Linked DNA regions of Mus musculus: all the other regions are linked to region 7. Evidence: chromatin contacts called from public Hi-C, HiChIP or PLAC-seq and promoter capture Hi-C data. All regions are on one chromosome and are shown on one strand. Each heading gives the region's core, a stretch centred on a gene start, on an enhancer-like site or on the middle of the called end of the contact. The rest is flanking DNA. Distances are from core to core; before and after follow the strand shown.

What was found. Promoter capture Hi-C pulls out the DNA fragments that hold promoters and counts their contacts. A called contact is a pair of places that touch in the nucleus more often than the background predicts. HiChIP or PLAC-seq counts read pairs in DNA pulled down with a chosen protein or histone mark.
Region 1: a contact with region 7 is called in a promoter capture Hi-C map of embryonic stem cells, with 5 times the contacts expected there. The contact joins the promoter of Radil here to the promoter of Eif3b in region 7. A contact is called at or near these places in 2 of 39 promoter capture datasets (cranial neural crest and embryonic stem cells) and 1 of 115 datasets of contacts at active chromatin or transcription factors (embryonic forebrain).
Region 2: a Hi-C map of B cells shows a contact between it and region 7, with 5 read pairs. The contact joins the promoter of Rnf216 here to the promoter of Eif3b in region 7. A contact is called at or near these places in 1 of 39 promoter capture datasets (cranial neural crest) and 1 of 484 Hi-C or Micro-C datasets (B cells).
Region 3: a promoter capture Hi-C map of liver shows a contact between it and region 7, with 6 times the contacts expected there. The contact joins the promoter of Ap5z1 here to the promoter of Eif3b in region 7. A contact is called at or near these places in 2 of 39 promoter capture datasets (liver and pre-B cells) and 3 of 115 datasets of contacts at active chromatin or transcription factors (embryonic forebrain, embryonic stem cells and pro-B cells).
Region 4: a promoter capture Hi-C map of liver shows a contact between it and region 7, with 4 times the contacts expected there. The contact joins the promoter of Zfp316 here to the promoter of Eif3b in region 7. A contact is called at or near these places in 2 of 39 promoter capture datasets (cranial neural crest and liver) and 1 of 115 datasets of contacts at active chromatin or transcription factors (embryonic forebrain).
Region 5: a promoter capture Hi-C map of pre-B cells shows a contact between it and region 7, with 8 times the contacts expected there. The contact joins the promoter of Tnrc18 here to the promoter of Eif3b in region 7. A contact is called at or near these places in 5 of 39 promoter capture datasets (the C10 cell line, the HPC-7 cell line, cranial neural crest and 2 more) and 1 of 115 datasets of contacts at active chromatin or transcription factors (bone marrow-derived dendritic cells).
Region 6: an H3K4me3 HiChIP or PLAC-seq map of embryonic stem cells shows a contact between it and region 7, with 5 read pairs. The contact joins the promoter of Fbxl18 here to the promoter of Eif3b in region 7. A contact is called at or near these places in 2 of 39 promoter capture datasets (cranial neural crest and maxillary cranial neural crest) and 2 of 115 datasets of contacts at active chromatin or transcription factors (astrocytes and embryonic stem cells).

What each region holds. Positions count from the first base shown.
Region 1 is chr5:142,549,779-142,552,478 of GRCm38.p6, reverse strand. It overlaps Radil (Ras association and DIL domains), which reads left to right and starts at 1,381. Exons shown (of 15, transcript NM_178702.4): 1 at 1,381-1,499.
Region 2 is chr5:143,111,585-143,114,284 of GRCm38.p6, reverse strand. It overlaps Rnf216 (ring finger protein 216), which reads left to right and starts at 1,265. Exons shown (of 17, transcript NM_080561.4): 1 at 1,265-1,386.
Region 3 is chr5:142,462,493-142,465,217 of GRCm38.p6, reverse strand. It overlaps Ap5z1 (adaptor-related protein complex 5, zeta 1 subunit), which reads right to left and starts at 1,287. Exons shown (of 17, transcript NM_172725.2): 1 at 1,083-1,287. The coding sequence starts at 1,123.
Region 4 is chr5:143,268,461-143,271,281 of GRCm38.p6, reverse strand. Zfp316 (zinc finger protein 316) reads left to right here and starts at 1,260. Exons shown (of 7, transcript NM_017467.3): 1 at 1,260-1,431.
Region 5 is chr5:142,816,358-142,819,057 of GRCm38.p6, reverse strand. Tnrc18 (trinucleotide repeat containing 18) reads left to right here and starts at 1,396. Exons shown (of 28, transcript NM_001122730.3): 1 at 1,396-1,786.
Region 6 is chr5:142,893,922-142,896,621 of GRCm38.p6, reverse strand. It overlaps Fbxl18 (F-box and leucine-rich repeat protein 18), which reads left to right and starts at 1,384. Exons shown (of 5, transcript NM_001033312.3): 1 at 1,384-1,512. Gm38733 (a long non-coding RNA gene) reads right to left here and starts at 1,318. Exons shown (of 2, transcript XR_003955825.1): 1 at 1,155-1,318.
Region 7 is chr5:140,417,924-140,420,671 of GRCm38.p6, reverse strand. It overlaps Eif3b (eukaryotic translation initiation factor 3, subunit B), which reads right to left and starts at 1,367. Exons shown (of 19, transcript NM_133916.2): 1 at 846-1,367. The coding sequence starts at 1,311.

The sequences.
Region 1 (2,700 bases), core at 132-2,631, 2.1 Mb before region 7:
CATTTATCTGGGCCTGCTTACAGTTTCAGAGGTTCAGTTCATTATCATCATGGTGGGAAGCATGGCAGCATCCAGGCAGGCATAGTGCTGGAAGAGGAACTGAGAGTTCTGCATCTCGATCCGCAGGCAGCAGGAGGCTGACCATATGTCATACTAGGTGTAGCTTGGGCATAGGAGACCTCAAAGTCCACCCCCACAGTGACACACTTCCTCCAACAAGACCACACCTCCTAATAGTGGCACTCTCTATGGGCCAAGCATTCAAACACAGAAGTGTATGGGGCCATATCTATTCAAACCACCCAGTGAGGAACTGTATTAAAGGGTTGCAACATTAAGGAAAGTTGAGAACTACTTCTCTACAGTATAGTTCTTGACAAACTGCCCACAAAAAGATATACTTCTCGGGTTAGGGTGTGCAGTTTGAGATCACTGAACATACCAGAGAGAAGTCAAAGCAAAATACATTATTTGGGTCAAGGACCTAGAGCTGATTTGGTCCCATTTTGCATGGTTTAAAGTTAGTCTGCCATAATTTGACTTGTGTTTTTAAAATTCTGGCTGCTTAGGGTTGAAGTGATTCAGTTGGTAGAGCATTTGTATTGCATACATGAGGCCCTTGGTTCGATCCCCAGAACTACATTAACTAGGCATGGTAGTGCAAGCTTGTAATTCCAACACAAGGACAATGGAGGTAATAGCATCAGGAGTGCAAGGCCAGCCTTGGTCACATGGAGTTTGAGGCCAATCTGGCATCTATGAGACCCTATCTAAAATGTAAAATAAAATTCTACGAAGGATACATTAAAATTAAAGAACTGGGGTTAAATGCTGACAACACACACTATATACACGTATGCAATTGTCAATGAATAAATAAAAATATATTCAATAAAATAAAAGTCTGGCCTTCCTGTCCCTGGTCAGTTTCATGCATATTCAGTTATGTACCTGTCCATCTTTGTCCACCCCTCCACCTTCGTCCACTAACTGGGGTGGAGGCCAAACACCACCTACTTGATCATAGAGTACACAACCCCAAAGCAGGGGGGCCCAAGAACAGGCCACGCCCTTCTTTCCTGCAGCCCCGCCCCTTGAGATACCACGACTCGACTTTGGGAAACTAGCCCCGCCCCCTTGCCGAGGCCACGCCCACTCAAAGGCCACACCTCTTAGAGAATCGTTCTTACCGTTGGGGACCAGAAGGGGGCGCTAGCGCACAGCCTATCTTTCTCGGTCGGCCAGGCCCGCCCTAATACATGTGACCCCGCCCACTCGAGGCTCCGTCTCTGCCCATTGGGCGCTGAGGTGTCAAGTTTCTGTTCGTCTCGCCCGACTCCCCGCCCTTAGAGGCTCCGCCCCCAGAGGCCCCGCCCCTTCGGAGGCCTCGCCCTGTCCGTTGCGCGGCCGGCAGGAGGCGCTTCGAGCCGGGCGCCAGCTCGGCTAACGGCGGGCGTGGGAGCCGCGCGCGGGGGACGCAGCTGACAGGCTGCGCTGAGGTGAGTGCGGGGCGCGAGAAGGAAGGTCAGCAGAGGCCGAGGATGGCCCAGGAGGTGCGGCTGGGCCACTGCGGGGACCCGCGGAGGGTGCGGAGACCGCGGGCTGAGACACGGGTGGCGGGGCACGCGCTGGGGCGGGGCCGCGCTGGTCACGGTCCCCACGGCGAGTCCGGGCGCGATGGAGGCAGGCTTGCTCGGTTGCCATGGAAACCGGCGAGCGCACGGGGCCTGGAGCGGCCCGGGGGAGCTGCACCTGAAGGCCGGGTGGGCGCGGGTTGCGTGGCCCCGTGGACTTCCAGGGGCAATCCGGGTTCCGTCACTCGTGGCCAAGGGACCTTTCCAGGCCTCAGTTTACCTGGTAGTGCTTTGGAGGTGCAATCTAACCTGGAACAACCCGAAAGAGCTCAAGGCGGGAGTCCCGCACTCGCCCACCAGGATGGTGGTGACACCCCCGCCTACACCCGTCCCGCATCGCGTCTCCTCCCCATCGGTGTGCCCGCGAGAGGCATTGTTTCTCCAGCTATTTCTGTATCATTTCCAGCCAGTCCCCCGACAAGTGCCGCGCCTGAGACAGATGCTGAGCTGGAGCTCCGAGGCCCTCAAAGGGATCTGGCTTCTGTCCCTGGGGAGCCCTGGGATGGGGGCCTGACAGGCTGCAGACCTGCCCGGCCCAGCCTCTGTCGCCTGTCGAGTGTTTGGTTAATCTGAATTACCAAAAAGAATTTGATTACTGGTGTCTCTCGGTGCTGCGGGCCACCTCTTGTGCATTCCAGAGAGGAGCTTCTCTTTAATCCTGCTGGGAGAAGTCAGTCCCTTTTTGCTAAGTGACTAGCGGCCCAAATGAAACCTGATTGAATTATGCTTGCCTTTAAAGCCGCCCTCCAGCTGGAGCCATAAAGATAGGATTTGTGGATGAGGGGAGGAGGCTAATGCGCCGTCTGCAAAGTTGACTGCTCAGTTTTTCTTCTGTTGGAATGATAATGTGTTCCACATTGTCCTGTTGGAACAGAGACGTCCCTCCACCCATGTCAGCCGTCGTTGACCTCACTGCCTGCCTGGTCTCTGTGACTTAACCTTACTTTTTTTCCTTTTCTTTCTTTTTTCTCTTTTCTTCCTTTCTTTTTTTCTTTTTTAAAAAAGCAGAATCGGAGAACAAGAAAAGAGACAATTTCTGAGGCAGCCACGGCGAGAGCCCTGCGTG
Region 2 (2,700 bases), core at 16-2,515, 2.7 Mb before region 7:
TATACAACATACACACACATAAGCACAGACACACAGAGCACACACATAACATATACACATACACACAAGCACACACACAGAGCACAAACACACCATATACACACATACACACACAAGCATATCTACACACGCACATCCACACAAGCACACATAACATACATAAGCACAGACACACAGAGCACACATACACACATGAGCACAGATACACATATATACAAGCACACATAATATACACACACACAAGCACACCACACACTCATATTCATATATATATATATATATATATATATATATATATATATATATATATATAACATAAACACAAGCACAGGCACACATTACATATACACACCATATACACATACGCATATAAGCACACATACACACACTCATACACACAAGCATACACAACATATACACACACACACAAGCACACACACTTATACATACACAACCTATAGAAGCCCAGACAGAGCACACAGATACATCATACACATACATATACACACATACAACCACACACACAACTTGAGGTTTTTTTATTTATTTAAAAAAAAATTTTTTTTGAGACAGGATTTCTCTGTGTAGCCCTGGCTATACTGAACTCACTCTGTAGATCAGGCTGGCCTCGAACTCAGGGCTTCCTCTGCCTCCCAAGTGCTGGGATCAAAGGTGTGGACCATCACTGCCTGGCTGAAAAAAATTCAATTTCTATTTTTTATTTTGATTTTATGCATATGCATGTTTTGCCTGCATGTATATCGGTGTACAACTTGCATGCTTGGTGCCCACAGAGGCTGGAAGAGATCGTCAGGGATCTTCTAGAACTGAAATTACAGACCACTGTGAGCTGCAATGAGGGTTCCATGAATCAAATTTGGGTCGGTGCTCTTGAGCGCTGGCCAGCACTCCAACCTTGATTGAACAGAGCTGGAACTTTTACTCTTCACCAAATACCTTGGGAGGAGAGTTGGGTCATTTTACCTTTCTCACCTGGTACAGAGCATCACCTCAAGAGGGGATAGATACGTGATTAATCGGTTGATTTCATAGCTAAATCGGGGCGGCTACAGTGACCCTGTGGTTCAGCTGTTCTTTTGTCTTCCCACAGCAAGGAGGAGTCAAGGTTCTGCAGTCGTGGAGCCTGGATGGAGGCCGGCTAGGCACCCATCTCTATGGTCTCGCTCTCCAGGTCCCTCCTCCCCGACTGTCCGCGTCCCTCTATGGTTCTTCCTGTTATTAGTCGGGAGGGGGCGCTGCGCGCAGGCGCGAGGTGGACGCGGTGGCGAGGCCGGAAGGAACGCAGTAGCGGCCTCGGTGGCGGCGGCGGCGGTCGCAGCGGCGGCGGTCGCAGCGGGGGAGCTTTTCCAGCGGCTGCTTCTTCAGGTGAACTTGAGACTGAACTCCCGGGCGTCGAGCCGCGCTCGCGGAGCTGGGCTGGCTGTGTTGGGGCGAGTCCGTGATGGGCGCTCGCGCGCGCGGTCTCCCGGGGCTGCGGGTCGAGCGAGGAGAGTGGCCTCCCGCCGGGGCGCCACCGGGGTGGGGGCGGGGCCCGAGGGGGACGCGCTCGCGAGCCCCGGGGGCCCGGGGACCCGCGCGGGGGGTGACGGGAGGGGAGCGACGCCGACGACCGCTGGCCTGCCGGCTCCCCTCCCGTCACTTGAGGAAGTTTCTCGGGCCGGCCTGCTGCGCGGGGGGCGCCGAGCTGCTGAGAGACGGTTCTCTGGCGGCTCGCTCTGGTGGCCGCGCTCCCCACCGCGGCCTGGAGAAGCGGAAGAGGCGACCGACTGGCGACTTCGAACTCCAGCCCGGGCCAGTTTGGGGCCCCTTGGAGTCCAAGTTGACGCCTGTCATCCCAGTCTGAGCTCCCGAGTGAAGGGGACTTGAAACTCCTGCAGTCGGGAGTCCCGGTGCGTGGTAGCGGAGAGCGCTCCCGTGCGCGTGGCACCCTGGGGTGAGCGGCAAGACCCACGCTCGAGGGGACGAGGCGGCCCCTCGTGGGGCTCCTCGGTGATCCCGAACTCCTTGCATCTCCAAAGGGTGCAATGACTTGGTATCCTCTTCTCCATTGTGCTAAGTGTCTTGGACGCCATCTCCGCTGGGGTTTGTCTTGGATTCGTTTCTTTTCTTTTCTTCATTTTTTTTTTTTTTTTAATTTTTCTGCATAGCCGAGGCTAGCCTGAAACCTGAAAAGTAGAGGCTGGGCCCAAGGGACTCAGGAATTTGCATGCCTCTGCCCTGGTGTAGGCCACCCCACCACATCTTGCCATTATGTTGTTATTGTTATTGTTATTGTTATTGTTATTGTTATTGTTGAGTCTAACTGTAGCCCTTGCGGGCATGTAGCTCAGAGGTCTGCTTGCCTCTGCTTCCTGATTAAAGGCATGTGTCATTTTTCTCCTACTCAACAGCCGCTCTACCTTTGAGCTCCACTCTCAACTCCTTGCTGGATTTTTTTGTTGTTGTTGTTTTGTTTTTTGTTTTTCGCGACAGGGTTTTTCTGTGCAGTTCTGCCTGTCCTGAAACTCACTTTGTAGACCTCAGAACTCAGAAATCCGCCTGCCTCTGCCTCCCAAGTGCTGGGATTAAAGGCATGCGCCGCCGCCGCCGCCGCCACCACCACCACCGCCCAGCTTCCTTGCTGGATTTTTGTTTGTTTGGTTTGGTTTGGGTGAGACTAATGGATTTATTGTGTTTTCC
Region 3 (2,725 bases), core at 38-2,537, 2.0 Mb before region 7:
TCCTAAATCATGGCTGACAGTCCCACTATGGTGTCCTGACAGGGCTGATGGTTTGCAAACTGCCCCCATTTTGAGCCTGTCTGTCAGGTACTTGAACTTGGTTCTGCACTGTCTCTGCAGGTACCACATGTCCCAGGCCGAGGAAGGTCTCCAGTAGCTTTCCTACCACCCTCGCCTGCTTTGTTTCCTGCATCCTCCACCCAGAGTCTTATTGAGGCACCTAGAGAACAGGCTGGGTGAGCAAAAGGAGATACAAATGGCCCAGGGTTGTACCCAACTGGGGCAGTGATAAACCACAGATGCTATGAGACAGGATAGCGTTATTTTTGTGTTGGCATGAAAAGGTTACTGCTTAAAAATGAAAAGTACCCACCCAGTACTGAAGGCAAAGGAGGGCTGTGGGCCCATGGGGAGACTGTGTGGCTGGGTCACCAACCATTTTCCTAATAGATCTTAAGAAAACTGTCTTTGTTTTTTAATTTATTACATTTATTTATGTACATGTTGGGGTGCTCGAGTGGAGATCCAAAGACAACTTGCTGGAGTTGATTTTCTTCTTCCTCCCCGAGCCCCGGGGGTCGAATCGAGAGAGTCAGGCTTGGTGGCAAGGTCATTTACCTATTAAGTCCCTCTGTCTTCGGAGTACTGTCTTGTTCGTAGACTCCAGACTTTTAACTCTTTCAGGCTCTGGGAGATCCCAGAGATCTTAACCATTCTAAACTTTCCCCACGAGTGGCCCAGCTCAGAGTCCAGATTTGTCCCTTTGCATTTTCAGTTTACCAAATGCATCAGGTCTGGGCTTCGGGTAGTCGTTTCCTTCGCTGAATCACGTACCACCAAGTCTTGGGCTGGCTATTTGGGAAAGAACCTAGACTCTCAGTGCAGGGTCAGCACTAGCATGGACCCAGACACGATGAGGAGGATCCCTTAGCTGAGTTGTGCGCCTCACATTCCACGCAGGTCGCCCTGAGCCCCGGACCCGGCGCCACACGGAGACCCGAACCGTGCAGCGGGACCACCGCCTCCCCGCTCCTCCCCGGCTTCGTCTCACGCCCCGTGGCCCCAGCCCCAGATCGGCAGACCTGGCCTGGTGCAGCAGACTTTCCGCGCCCGCCGAGAACATGCCGACACGGCTCCAAGCCCACCAGTGCCCGAAACGTTGCCGCGGACTTCCGGGATCGTGTCACATGACGTGTCATGTGACCGGACTGTGTCTGCCCTCTTTCGCCCCACCTCTTACCCCCGCCACCACCCTCCCGCGTCCTGGCTGGATCACGTGGGAGAATCTGGAGCGCTAGCTGACGGCTTCCGGTGCCACACCACGTGGGAGGGCCATCCCTCCCACTCCCCCGCGCAAAAGACAGACCAGCTTCCGGTCCTGCGGCAGGTGGGCGGGGCGGGGCGGAGGCCTTGGCCAAAATATTGCAGTACAGAAGCCAGTTCCCGCCTAGCTCCTGGGCTTCTCTCCACGTCAGTCAGCAGCCAGGGAGTCATGGAACCGTGGTCCTTGGAACCCAGAACTCCTGGCTCCGAAACAGTTTCCTTTGATCCCGGAACTGCCAGTGGTAGACTCTAGACCTGGAGAGACTAGGCAGGCACATAGTTTAGCAGTAGGGTGACTAGATTTACCCCAGTGAGAGGCTGGGGGCGCGACTTGGTGGCAGAGAAAGAACATCCTTAGCAAAAGCTGTATGGCAGACACGTTTTATAAATTCTGTCAGGCTCTTTGCTGCAGAAATACCCAATGTCTTGCTAGTCTTGGGTTTTAAGATGAGGCCCTGGCACTATTCACCTATTTGGGTTGGGAGATGGGTGCCTATTGCACACACAGAAAAAGGAAACTGGTAGTAGACTGAGGAGCTGTCACAGTGGGAAAGACACTTGGACCCGTGTCTTTCTGGCTCTTGCCAATCAATACCTAGTGCTCATGGCCTAGTAATAAGCAAGGCTTCAGGGAGAAACGGGCAGAAGTAGAAACGGCTCAGCTGGTAAAAGTGAACATGAGTACCTGAGTTCCATCCCTGGGTGGCCATATAAAAATAAAACCCACACTTGCAGTCCCAGCACTGAGGAAGTGGAGATCGGAGTATCCCTAAGGGTTGCTGGCCGGCCCTAGCTTACTTGGCAAGTCCCAGGCCAACGAGAGATTCTGTCTCAGAGAAGAGGTAGGGCAAGAAAGAAGACTCAGAACCTGAAAGTGATTGACACACAGGCCTGACAGGCTGAGTTTGGGTCCTCAGAAGCTACATAAAACCTGAGCCCAGTAGTGTAAGGATTTGTAATCCCAGCACACCTACAGGAGATGGAGGAGGCAGGAGACTCTCCTGAGGCTGGAGGATAAGCCGCCCTGGCTTATGAGATGGTAAAGAGAATCTGTCTCAGACAAGGTGTAAGTAGCCATGAGGGTGGGCACCTGAAGGCTGTCCTCTGATCTGCTCACGTCTCCTGTGGCCAGTGTACATATGCCTATGCCTCTGCATGTGAACACACACCCCACTTGAGGAACAGCAGCTGAGGTTGTCCTCTGCCTCCACACAAATACACACACAGGTGCAGTCACACCCAAAAACATGTACACAGAAAAAAGGGACAAGTGGGTTGTTTCTCACCTGGCTGAGTGTCAGGATGAATGCCAGGGGCTCTGAGGCAGCCGCCATGGGGTGGTGGCTTGAGTGAGAATGGCTCCCATGGGCTCATATACTTGAATGTTTTGACCCCAGTTGGT
Region 4 (2,821 bases), core at 11-2,510, 2.9 Mb before region 7:
ATGGCAGGAACACGCACATGCATGGAACATGGCAGGTACACACATTCATCACCTCCTTCGGGTTTCCCAGAGGGAAAGGTTGGCTCCCCTTCCCTTCCCTGGGTTTCTAGCCTGCCAGGGATCCTGCAGAGAGGCAGGTGATTTGGTAGGTAACCCATCTGTGTGAAAACCCAGGGTGCGTAAGAATGTCATCACGGAGATAGCTCATGTGCACACATGTGAACACACATCCTAGTAAAACCGAGAGACAAGCAGCTTCCTTCTATGTGTGCCTAAATGTGTGTAGGCAGGAAAGAAGAGTGTTTCTGGTCCCTAGAGAACCCACAGTTAGGGGTTAGGGCTCGCCTAAGATGAGAAAGGCTATGACTCCTAAAGCATCCAGTCTACATGGTCTACCAAGAAAAGCACAAGAGTGTCACAAAGACTTTTCAATATAAGGGAGGGGAGGCCAAGGAAGAGGGGAGAGAGGGCAGAGGCTAGAACTCTGGTCTCCCCAGGGTCATGTCCAGGGTTGGTCTCTATAGGTACCTAGGGCATTTACTCCAGGCATAGGTGGCCAGCAGGCTTGGGGTCCAGGGACTTCATAATATGGATGGCTCTTTGGAGCTACAGAGCACTGCCCTGAGTAGTCGTGAATATATCAATGGACTGTCAAGGTTCGACCTGTCTAAAGCCATGCAAGGCTATTTCCCAATATTCTTGCCAGGCCTGGGGATGACAGATTAGGGAGTTGAAGAACATAAATCCAGTCTGGCCTCAATCTCCAGTCTTTCATGCATTTGACTGTTATAGTCCACAGTACCCCCCTCACGCCTTGAATAGGCTGCCCCTCTGTCTGCCACACCCTGCACACACAAGTAAAGCCAGAATGGATCAATCTCCCAGCCACACCCTTGCCCATGTCAGGGTCAGACAAGCGCTGCCTGAATACCCATTGGGGGTCACTACCCTTCTCCACCATCAGGAGATCCAGGGAGGGTCCGGTGGACAGGAGGACGGGCTCCCGACACGTCCTGGCACGGGCAAAGGTAGACTTAGGCTGTCGTCTGGCGAGAAGAGATGCTCGCTGGGGCTGGACGTCGTGGGCAGGGGTCCCTTGAAACATAGAGGAGCAGGTAATAAGCAGGGGGTGCTCATTGTGGGTAGCTATAACCATCCTCCATGCATATGGGGGTGCGACGCAGCAGCACCCTGTCTACATCCAGAGCTCCGGGACGCCCCATGACCGGAAGTGCCCCCCTCGTGGGCGCGGACAAGGCGGGGCCGGCGGGCGGCACTTCCGGTGCCCACGCGCCGCCGCCTCCTCCGCCGTCGCGCAGCTCGCGGCCGTCACTTTGTGTAGTGCGGGGGGGAGTCCCCGGTGGTCACAGCCCCCCACCCCCCACGAGTCCGTGTCTCGCTCCGGCTTGGCCGGGCCCGGGCGCGCGCGCGGTGAGTGGGGCGCGCGGATGCGGCAGGTGCGCGCGGGCGGGACGCGCGCGCTGGGGGCGGTGGCGGCGGCAAGGCTGGCCGTCATGGATGCTCGAGAGCTGGAGGCCTCCGGTGTCCGTGGGGAGATCGCGGGACTGCAGGGCCCGTCCTTGGTGGGGTCGGAGTTGCAGCTGCACGAGCTAGATCTTCCAGGCCCCTAGATCCCCCCAATACCGACCTGGGCCTGCGCGGCACGTCAGGGATGGCTTAACACCCTAGAGGGGTACAGACTCCAGCGTGGGAGGGGGCGGGCCGGGGACGTCGTGCACTGCACCTTTGCAGGGTGCTAGCGCCGCCTTCTCCAGCTTAGGGGCGGGAGCTGGGCCGGAGCCGCCCCCGCCCCCTAGAGAGACACCTTCCAAGGAGGGCTGTCATTACTCCCGCCCTAGCGCGAAGTGGAAGCTAGGTACCCTCCCCCCATCCCCCAGAGAGAGGAAGAAAAGGGAAAGACCTTGTCCTGGAGCCCTACAGCCAGCTTTGTGACATTGAGGGGCCGTGGCCTAGCCTGCTTCATCTGTAAATGGAGGCTGGCTGGACTGCTCTCTCTCTCTGCTAAATCTGTTGCCCCCGAGATGGGTGGTGGAACGCGTTGGCAGAATCTAGGGTGCATTATGTGGACACAAGAAGGGAGGGAGGAGGTGCAGGTATCAGCGAGGATCAGCCCACCTGCTCAGCCTGGGTGGGTGGCATTGGCATTTTGTTTTGGTTCTGTCGCTACTGGCTGGGCCAGGGGGCTAGCTGGCCTGGTTGAGGAGCCTGCTCTGGGGGGTCGTGGATGACCTCCAGGGAGCAACCCTGGAGAATAGGGGCTCCGGAAACTGGGCAGATGGTGAGGAGTGTAGTGAACAGGGAAAGACATTCTGGACAAAAAAGGGTCTTAAGTCAGTGGGGCTAGTGAACGGGAATGAAGGTAACTAGCCACAAGTGCGCATGCGCGAGCGTGACCCCACGCAAACATCCTTTACGTGGATCCCCTGGATTTGGGACTTTTCTGGAGTTCCTAACTTTTAACCTTTACGATTGTGTCTCTGCACACTCCTTTCTATGGACAGTGCAGCACCCCGTTCTGAGTGTCTGCAGCGCTGTGCCCTAGGCTCAGGACTTGAGTGGAAAGATGTGTTGAAGTGACACAGTGATTTTTGCCTGATGAAGCCGTGAACTTGACACTGCATTCGAATCCAGGATGAGAGGTTAAGGAGAATGGAGCAGAAAGGCGTTCTAGGGACTGATTGGCAGGAGTGGGGCTAAGAATATCCCAGGAGGAGGGGAACCCCCAGGGCCTGAGTTGCAAGAATATGAACTGACCTTCTCCTGGTCAGACTGGTTTTCAGAGCTTCTGTTCTGAATCTTG
Region 5 (2,700 bases), core at 147-2,646, 2.4 Mb before region 7:
CCTTTAGAACGGGTCCCTTCGGCAAGGATCACACTCCCTGGGTCCCCAGTCAGGTAGACTGCCGTCGGCGGCTCCCTGCCACTTAACTTCGAAAGTTTTTTTTTTTTTTTTTTTTTTTTTTTTGCTGAAAGAGCAAAATAAAAGTACAAAGTCTGGGGGATTAGTGCTCCCCTCCCCCTCTGGCCGCCGTGGCCAGCCAAGCACTTTTGGGCTTGGCTTGCTTCCTCTGAGCTCAACAGATTTTTTTTTTTCCCTTTCCCGGTCTCGCCCTCCCTGGAGGGGGCGCGGCGGATGGAAGGCGAGAGAGGCCCCCAGCCAAGAGGTTTTTAATATTACACCTTAATAGGTTTCAGAAGGCCCCGTGGAGAAATGCTAATAGGGCTGAAATGTCAGAACCGAGAGGGATTCAGCTCGCGTTCCGCCGATCTAATCCTTTTTTCTGCTCTGGTTTTTCTTGGCGGGGAAAGGGGGAAGGAGGGGCGCCCACGCCAAAAGGGGCTTTGGGGAGGGGCGCGCGGTGCGCACTCGGCCGCAGAGCCCCACAGCCCGGGTTTCTATAGGAACCTTTTATAAGATGCAACTCACCGCTGCCGACCGCCGCGGCCTGTCCAAAATATTAATCAGTAAAGCCTTCTGACACCGCGTTTCAGGGAGGGGACCCGCAGGCAGGGGCAAAAGGAAAAAAAAAAGGCCTTGTCGCCTGCCTGCCCACCCCACCCGACCGCGACTGCTAGGGGGAAAGGGAATGAATCGCTGCTTTATTTTAAAAGGCGAGAGTGAGCGAGCAAGCGAGAGAGAAGCAGGCCTTGTTATTTTTCGTCTGAACCTCGCTCTTTGGAGTGGCACCCTAGAGAGGGAGCGCCGGGCGCGGGCGCAATGAGCAGCTCGCCGGTTCCCGGCTCTTCCCGGCTAGCTTGTCACCTCCTCCCGAAGAAGGAAGCTGACAGGAGGCCTTGCAATGCCCGGGATTGCGGCGACAACCATCTTCCTCTATTTTGATCACTCAGCCCAGACGCAGGAGGAGGGGCTGGGATGTGGGGGGAGGGAGAAGGAGAAAGAAGGGGGGGGTCTGCTGGAGCTGGTGTGGGGGAGGGCTGCCTAGAAACGGCTCGGAAAAATTCTCACCACCAGTTTTGATCATTCAGCCCCGCCGTGGGGAGCCTGGAAACTGCTGGAGCCCCGAGGTCCGTAATTGGTTTTATAGGAATGGCTGAGGGCCAAGGTGTTTACATGCGCGTGATGGGCGGCGAGCGGGACCAATGCGCTGCGGCCGGGGGCTGGCCCGAAGGGGGGGGCGGGCACCCGGGAACAATGCGTGTTTCTTCGCCTGCGAGGCTCCCCTCCCCCGTCCCCCTTAAGCCCCCCCTTCGCTTTTTTTTTTTTTTTTTTTTTTTTAGATCCAGCGAGAGGAACTTGAAAGGGGGGTTGTGTAATGTACCTTTTCCAATCCCGGGCTGTATATGGAGATTTGGGATTCTTTAAACCGGCGCTACCTGGATTTTATTAAAAAGCGGGGAGCTCGGCGGGAGGAAAGCTGGCTTTTCCGGGGGCTGCGGGAGCGGGGCCGCGGGAGGGCGGAGGAGTTGGCGCGCCGCGCGCCCGGCCCGGGGAGCGGTTTTCTACCAAAAAAAGGAAAGGCGGGCAAAAAGTGTGAGGCGGCTGCGGGTGGCGGAGGGGAGCGGCGGCCGAGGGATGGCGGGCAGTACGGGCGCCTAGCCGCGCCAGGAACCGCGGCGGTTGCCGGAGTCGCCGTCGGAGCCTGGAGCCCGGAGCCCCGCCGCGCCAGGTACGCTCCGGGCCCCGATGCTCCCCGAACTTGTGCAGCGTACCCCTTGGGTCCGCAAAGCAGAAGGTCCCCGAAACAGTCGGGGTCCCCAGAAGGGAAGCGGAGGGCAGGGATCAGGGGGAGAGGACGCATCGCTGCGCCTTGGACTCCCACCCGAGCTCTCAGTCTGCAGCACCGCCGAGGGCGGCGGTTCCCTACTTGGTTCCCGGCAGGCGGCGGGCTAGCCCGGGGACGCCGAGACGGTTTCGATTATAGGCTGTTTTTAATTAAAAGCCGGAATTCAGCCATTTTAGCTGCATTTAAGAGGGGAAAAGTAGAGAAGGACGCAGTGGAACCCCGCAGATAGCCACGCCAGCTTCTCGACCATGGCAAAGGCTGCTCCGTAGGGCTTCACCCCGACTTCCTTAAAGTGGGGCGCCTGGGCTCTGCCTTTTTCAAAACGCTGCCTTTAATGAATATTATCTTTAAGTGTATGCGGGAAGCTCCTGGCGCCTTTGAGACAAGTATCCCGGGCTGTGACGATCCTAGATTTTTTCAAAAGTAAACGCGATTCTGGTAACCAGAGCCTGATAAAGAGCGAGGGCGGGCGAGAGGAAGAGGGGGTGTTGTAACCAAAGCCACGTTAAAATAGGCGTCCTTAGCAAAGTTGGGGGAAGAGGACTTTTGGGTCTGGGCGTAGGGCGGCTGGTCACCCGGGAGCTGTGGCTTAGTCTCCGTCTGCTAGAGCGCCCCGGTTCTCCCGGAACCAGGGGGTCTAGAGTAGCCTGGGGCTGGTAGTCAGGGAGGGAAGGGTGGGCTCTCTGAGACCTCCCTACCCCCTCGGGAACAGGAAAGCGACAGATCTTTTAAACAAACAGCTTAAATAGGACTTACAGGAGGGTTTACCCGATGCTGGGGAGGCGCCCCTCCGCTGG
Region 6 (2,700 bases), core at 135-2,634, 2.5 Mb before region 7:
AGCCTAGGGTAACCTTGACCTGCAGGTCTTCCTGCCTCCACTTTCTGAGTCCTAAGATTGTTTCCGTTTGGTTTGGTTTATATAGTGCCAGGGACGGAACCCCGGGTTATGTATCTGCTAGACAAATACTCAAATGAACTACATCCCCAGCTCCCATTAAACTATTATCTTAATTTTAAACCATCTGGACTTCCTTCCTGACTCTTTCTCTGTGTACACTCGAGCGAGAGCACATGTGCATGACCAGTGCAGACACAGACACCAGAGGGCAGCTTCTAGAAGGCAGTCTTCTCCTTCCAGCGTGTGGGTCCTTGGAATCAAACTCACTTCAGGTGGTCAGTCAGAGTCAAGCTCCTTTCCCTGACGAGTCATTTCACGAGCTCTAGGAAACCATTTTTAACTGGAAACGCCGTGGAAACATTTATTATTCATTTATTCAGCAAATATTTATTTGTTCAGTGTTGACATGCAAAGAACAGTACCAGGCAGACTCTCTGCTTAGTTATGGGGGTACAGGCAGGGTGCTTACTTAGCACGCATGAAAGGAAGCCTTAGGTTCAATCCTCAGTAGTGTTAAAAAACAAAACAGCCGGGCGTGGTGGCGCACGCCTTTAATCCCAGCACTCGGGAGGCAGAGGCAGGCGGATTTCTGAGTTCGAGGCCAGCCTGGTCTACAAAGTGAGCTCCAGGACAGCCAGGGCTATACAGAGAAACCCTGTCTCGATAAACCCAAAACAAACAAACAAACAAACAAAAAAACAAAACAAAACCAAAAACCAACAACAACAACAACAAAACAAGATGGGGCTGGAGAGATGGCTCAGCGGTTAAGAGCACTGACTGCTCTTCCAGAGGTCCTGAGTTCAATTCCCAGAAACTTTGTCTGAAGACAGCTCCAGTGCACTCACATACATTAAATAAACAGTGGCCTAGGCATAGATGGGAGGCAGAGGTAGGCGGATTTTGTGACTTCAAGGCCAGCTTGGTCTTTATAGCTAATTCCAGGACAGCCAGGACTACAGAGTGAGACTCAAAACAAGCAAAAAGGCTTAGCAAGTCAGGCGGTGCAAAGAGCTATTGAGAGTTGTAACGCAAGATGAGGGGCAAATTCAGGAGCGTGTGCACATGAAGGTTGCTATGGTTATCTAGGATACCTGAGCGCTGTGACAGATGACTTGGAGCGCAGTGTGTAGCGCGAATGGCAAATGCAAAGGCCTGGAGCAGAACGCATGTTGTTGGAGCGACAGCAAGAAACTGCGGAGGTAGCTTAAGAGACTGGTCACTCGTGACCTTCTGGACGCCTCTGAATCCTGAGAGTACTTTATGCCACACCCAACATGGCGACCGCACCGGGTCCATCCGGGCGCAAGCGGAAGTACGTCTAGGCGTGCGCCGCAGCCACGCCCCTTACCGGGGTCTCTGTGGAGCTGTGGCCGCGCCGGCTTCGAGCATCCCTACGCTGGCAGGCTGGGGGACTGTGAGGCTGCAGCTCCGGCGGCTAGCTCCGGAGAGGTACGACCTGCACCTCCAGCCCCGGCGGCTGGAGTCCCCTCTGGGCTTCCCTCCCGACCCTGGCTTTATTCCAAGGCCCATCCTTGCCGTCTCCTACCCTCCTACCAGGCCCTCTCCTCTCCTGACCCCATCTGTTCCCAGGCGCACAATCTCGATGGCCAGAATGGACCCTTTCACGTGGCCTGCTGAGTTTCCAGGCCTTTCCCCCGTCTCCTTGTGTGTTGGCTCTGCCCTCGCAGCTATGGGACGTTGTCCCTTCTGCTTGTGTTTTCTTGTTTGTTTTACACTGTAGCCCAGTCTAGCCTGGAGTTCAGTGTGCAGCCCAGGCTGGTTTTGAACGTACAGCAATCTTTCTATTGTAGCCTTTGTAAATCTGGGGTTACAGGTGTGCATCATCACGCGGTGGTTAATGTGCAGCTAAGGGTGGAACTCAGGGCTTCGACCCCATTCCCAGCCCTGGCTTCTTCTTTTTTTCTATCAGCTTAAGTGCAGCCCACTTCTTTCTGGAGTCTACTTGTGATGCGCGGGAGTGTGATAGGGCGTCGGACTGACCCCAGAGCTTTATGATCTAGGTCAGCTGGAGAATCCCACTGCGTCTTGTTACGGGTGTGCAGTATTTTTTTCTGCAGACGACAGTATGGGGCCGTGGCGGGGGTTAGGGGAGCACCTGGTAGCTTCCCTGTTGCCTTCCTCCCTATCTTGAGTTATATTTGTTCTTTCCTAGGTACTCGCATCTGGGGGTACACCTATTTATCATATTAGCGTGTGTGTATGCGTGAGTACTGGCATGTGCATGTCATGGGTGCGTGTCGTGGCGTACATGTGGAAGTCAGAGGACCACTTTGAAGAGTTGGTTGTTGCCTTTTATCTGGTTTATATTAGTGTGTGTGTGTGTGTGTATGTGTGTATGTATAACTGTGTGTGGGTATGTGTACATGAGTACAGGTGTCTGAGGAGACCAGAGGATCATGTGCACCCGGTGTTGGAGTTACACAGGTGGTTATTCGCCTCCCCAGTGTGGGTACTGGGAATCGAACTCAGGTCCTCCGAAAGAGTAGTACTAAATTATCGCTTCTGCCTTTCCCCCCAGTTGAGACAGGATCTCTCTTGATGGTGTATACTCCAGAGTAGCTGGCTTGTGAGCTTTTGACAGATGCCCCTATCTCCTCCTCTCACTTTGCGCTAGCA
Region 7 (2,748 bases), core at 118-2,617:
ATCAAAGACAGCTTCAGCTTCATAAAGAGCTGGCCAGCCTGGACCATGCCAGACCCTGTTTCACAACAAAACAAAACAACCCCCACAAACATACAAAAGGATTAAGTCAAACAATGGTGACATCAAATGACGACCTCTTGAAATATTGTAAGTTCTAAGTTGACAACTATATTGGGGCGCTGAATTTTCATGGTAGTTCAAAAGCAATTGTTTGGGAGTACATGTCTGTAGGACCAGCACCGTGAAAACTGAGAAGAACCAAGAGTTCAATTTCAGCCTGAACTACATAGAGAGGCCCTGTCTCGTTTAAAAAAAAAAAAAAAAAAGTGGTGTTCTTAGGCCCTTTGGCCCTTGGTATTAGCCACACCAACACATGAAGGAACTGGCTCAAGTGAAGTTGAAACGGCAGAGGAACACATGCTATCAACTGTCAAAAAAGATTTTAGGAATCTGGCTCCTGTGCAGGTAGACAGAAACAATGCCTTTAAAAAGCCAGTCACCATAGAAGAAATCATGAAGTAAGCGGCCAAACGAACAATGTGAAAAAGCAATGGTCCAGGGTACCGACCTAGTAAAAGGAAGCAGGTTGGTAATGTGCTTGGGTCCGATGGCAATGCCTTACTACGGAAACCATTGGGAACACAGCAACTGGTCAACCCTGGAAACCCTTGGCCAGGAAACTGGAATGCCCCCAGATAGTCCTGTTCGTCCTGCCCTCCACCAACCCCCAGGTGCAAGGGCTTGCCGCAGAAACGGACTCCCCAAATGGTCCCCCACTGTAGAGGAAACAAGATCGTTGTAACCGGGAGACCTCGCGCCCTGGCCGGGGACACGATCGCCCTTACCTTCCTCGCTCACGTCGTCTACGAAATCCTCGGGGTCGCTGAAGGAGGGCTCATCTGCCTCTCCGTTCTCCAGAGCCCGCGGCTCCGCCTCAGCCGCGCTCCCATCAGACCCGCCCTCCTCCTCCGCTCCAGCCGAGGGGTGCCCCCGGGCCTGCTCGCCAACGGCCTCTGCCTTCCCGGGAGCAGAGGGCTCCTGCGACGGGGACCGCTCCGCCGACTGCGGCGTGGGCGAGGCGGCCGGACTCGTCGCCGTTTCCTCTTCGGATTGGGCCGCCGGCTTGGCCCTCACTTCGGGCTCCGGTCCGGCCTCGGCGTCTTCTTCGGCGTCTTCCGTCTGCCCCACTTCGGACCCCCCAGACCCTGCCGCCTCGTCCGTCGGCGGCGACTCGGAGGCCGGCTGCTGCCTCGCGGGCTCAGCCCGCTCCTCGGCCGCCTCGGGCACCGCCACGTTCTCAGCGTCCTGCATGGGCCCGCGCTGCTTCTCACCCGGCTCGGCCGCCCTGCTTCCGACTCCCAGAAGTCACCGCGCGCCGCTAGCGCGGAGCCATGTGCGTGCAGCGATGGGATCGTACCAAGATGTGGCTCGGGGGAGACACCCACGCCCTCATTCCTCACGATCAGCCCGAGAAAACTCAGATATGCATAAAAATCTAGAAACAATTAAAATAATAAGTTTCAAGATATGCAAGTTTATTTATAGCCCAAAAGGTTTTTTAAGGTAGCAAATAAATTCACAAGGATATGTGGCTCCCCCATTCTAGCTAAGAAATAGTTGCGTCCAAGATGGTAGAAGTTCCTTTGCCTCTCCCAGCGGGCGCTACGGGGAAGGACTGTACTATCTGGGGAGCATCAAGTGGATTCTCAAATGATTAACACGCGTAACTGTATGAAGACAAAATATGTGACCATAAAATAATGCCAAGACAACTGAAAGCTCCACACATGATTCTTTGTAAGCTTTGCTTTTAATCAGACAGACTGCTTGACTGACATGACTGGCTTCGCTCCCCCGTAAGGTCTTGCATTTTAGACCGGTCCACTGACGGGGCAAAAGAACGAAGGGTTCCAAAATTACGCGAGGAGCTCGCCGACAACCAGGGGCCGCCAACACACACAAGAATGACTGCCCGCACAATGCAGAGTCGTGTGATGAGCGGCTTTAATCTCAATGGCCATCCTCACTGCAGCGGCTCGCAATTTAGCGTTGGCCCCAGACGTGAAAGTCACTGTGATTCTGTCTGCCGGTGACTGCGGTCTTCACGCGCGGGAGAGCGCGATCACGTGGGCCAGCGTGGGGTGGACGGGACGGAACCTTCGTGGAGTGACCAGGGGGACCCCAAGAGTGGTTTGCTTGAAAAGATAGTCAAGATTTTTGATACTTCCAGTTCAAAGTTTCGAAAATCTTAATAAGAACTAGTTGAGGGGACTAAGAGCTTAAGAACACAAGTTTCGCTCTCAGTACCCATATGGTAGTTTACAACCATCTCTTAACTCGAATTTTTTTTTATGCGTATCAGTGTTCTGCCAGCAAGTCTGTCTGTGCACCGTGTACAAGCGGAGGCCGAAAGAAGGCATCGTATCACGCGCAGGACTTAGAGTAGACAATTATGAACCGCATGTCGTTGCTGGCAATAGAACCCAGGCTCTCTAGAAGAGCAGGCAATGCTCTGAACTGTTGAGCCTAATTTAAAAGACAAAACAACAACAAAAACAGTTGAGTCACCTCTCTGGTCCCAGATCATTCCTAAGAAAAAACAAACAAAACTTTCCTTTTTTTTTTTTTTTAAAGGACCTGTTAGTTGACCAGGAAGCATAGACTTGGAATCCCAGCACTGGGGAGACTGAGGCAGAAAGATCATGCCAGCCTGTGCGATATAAAGACTAAACCACAAAACATGTGAAC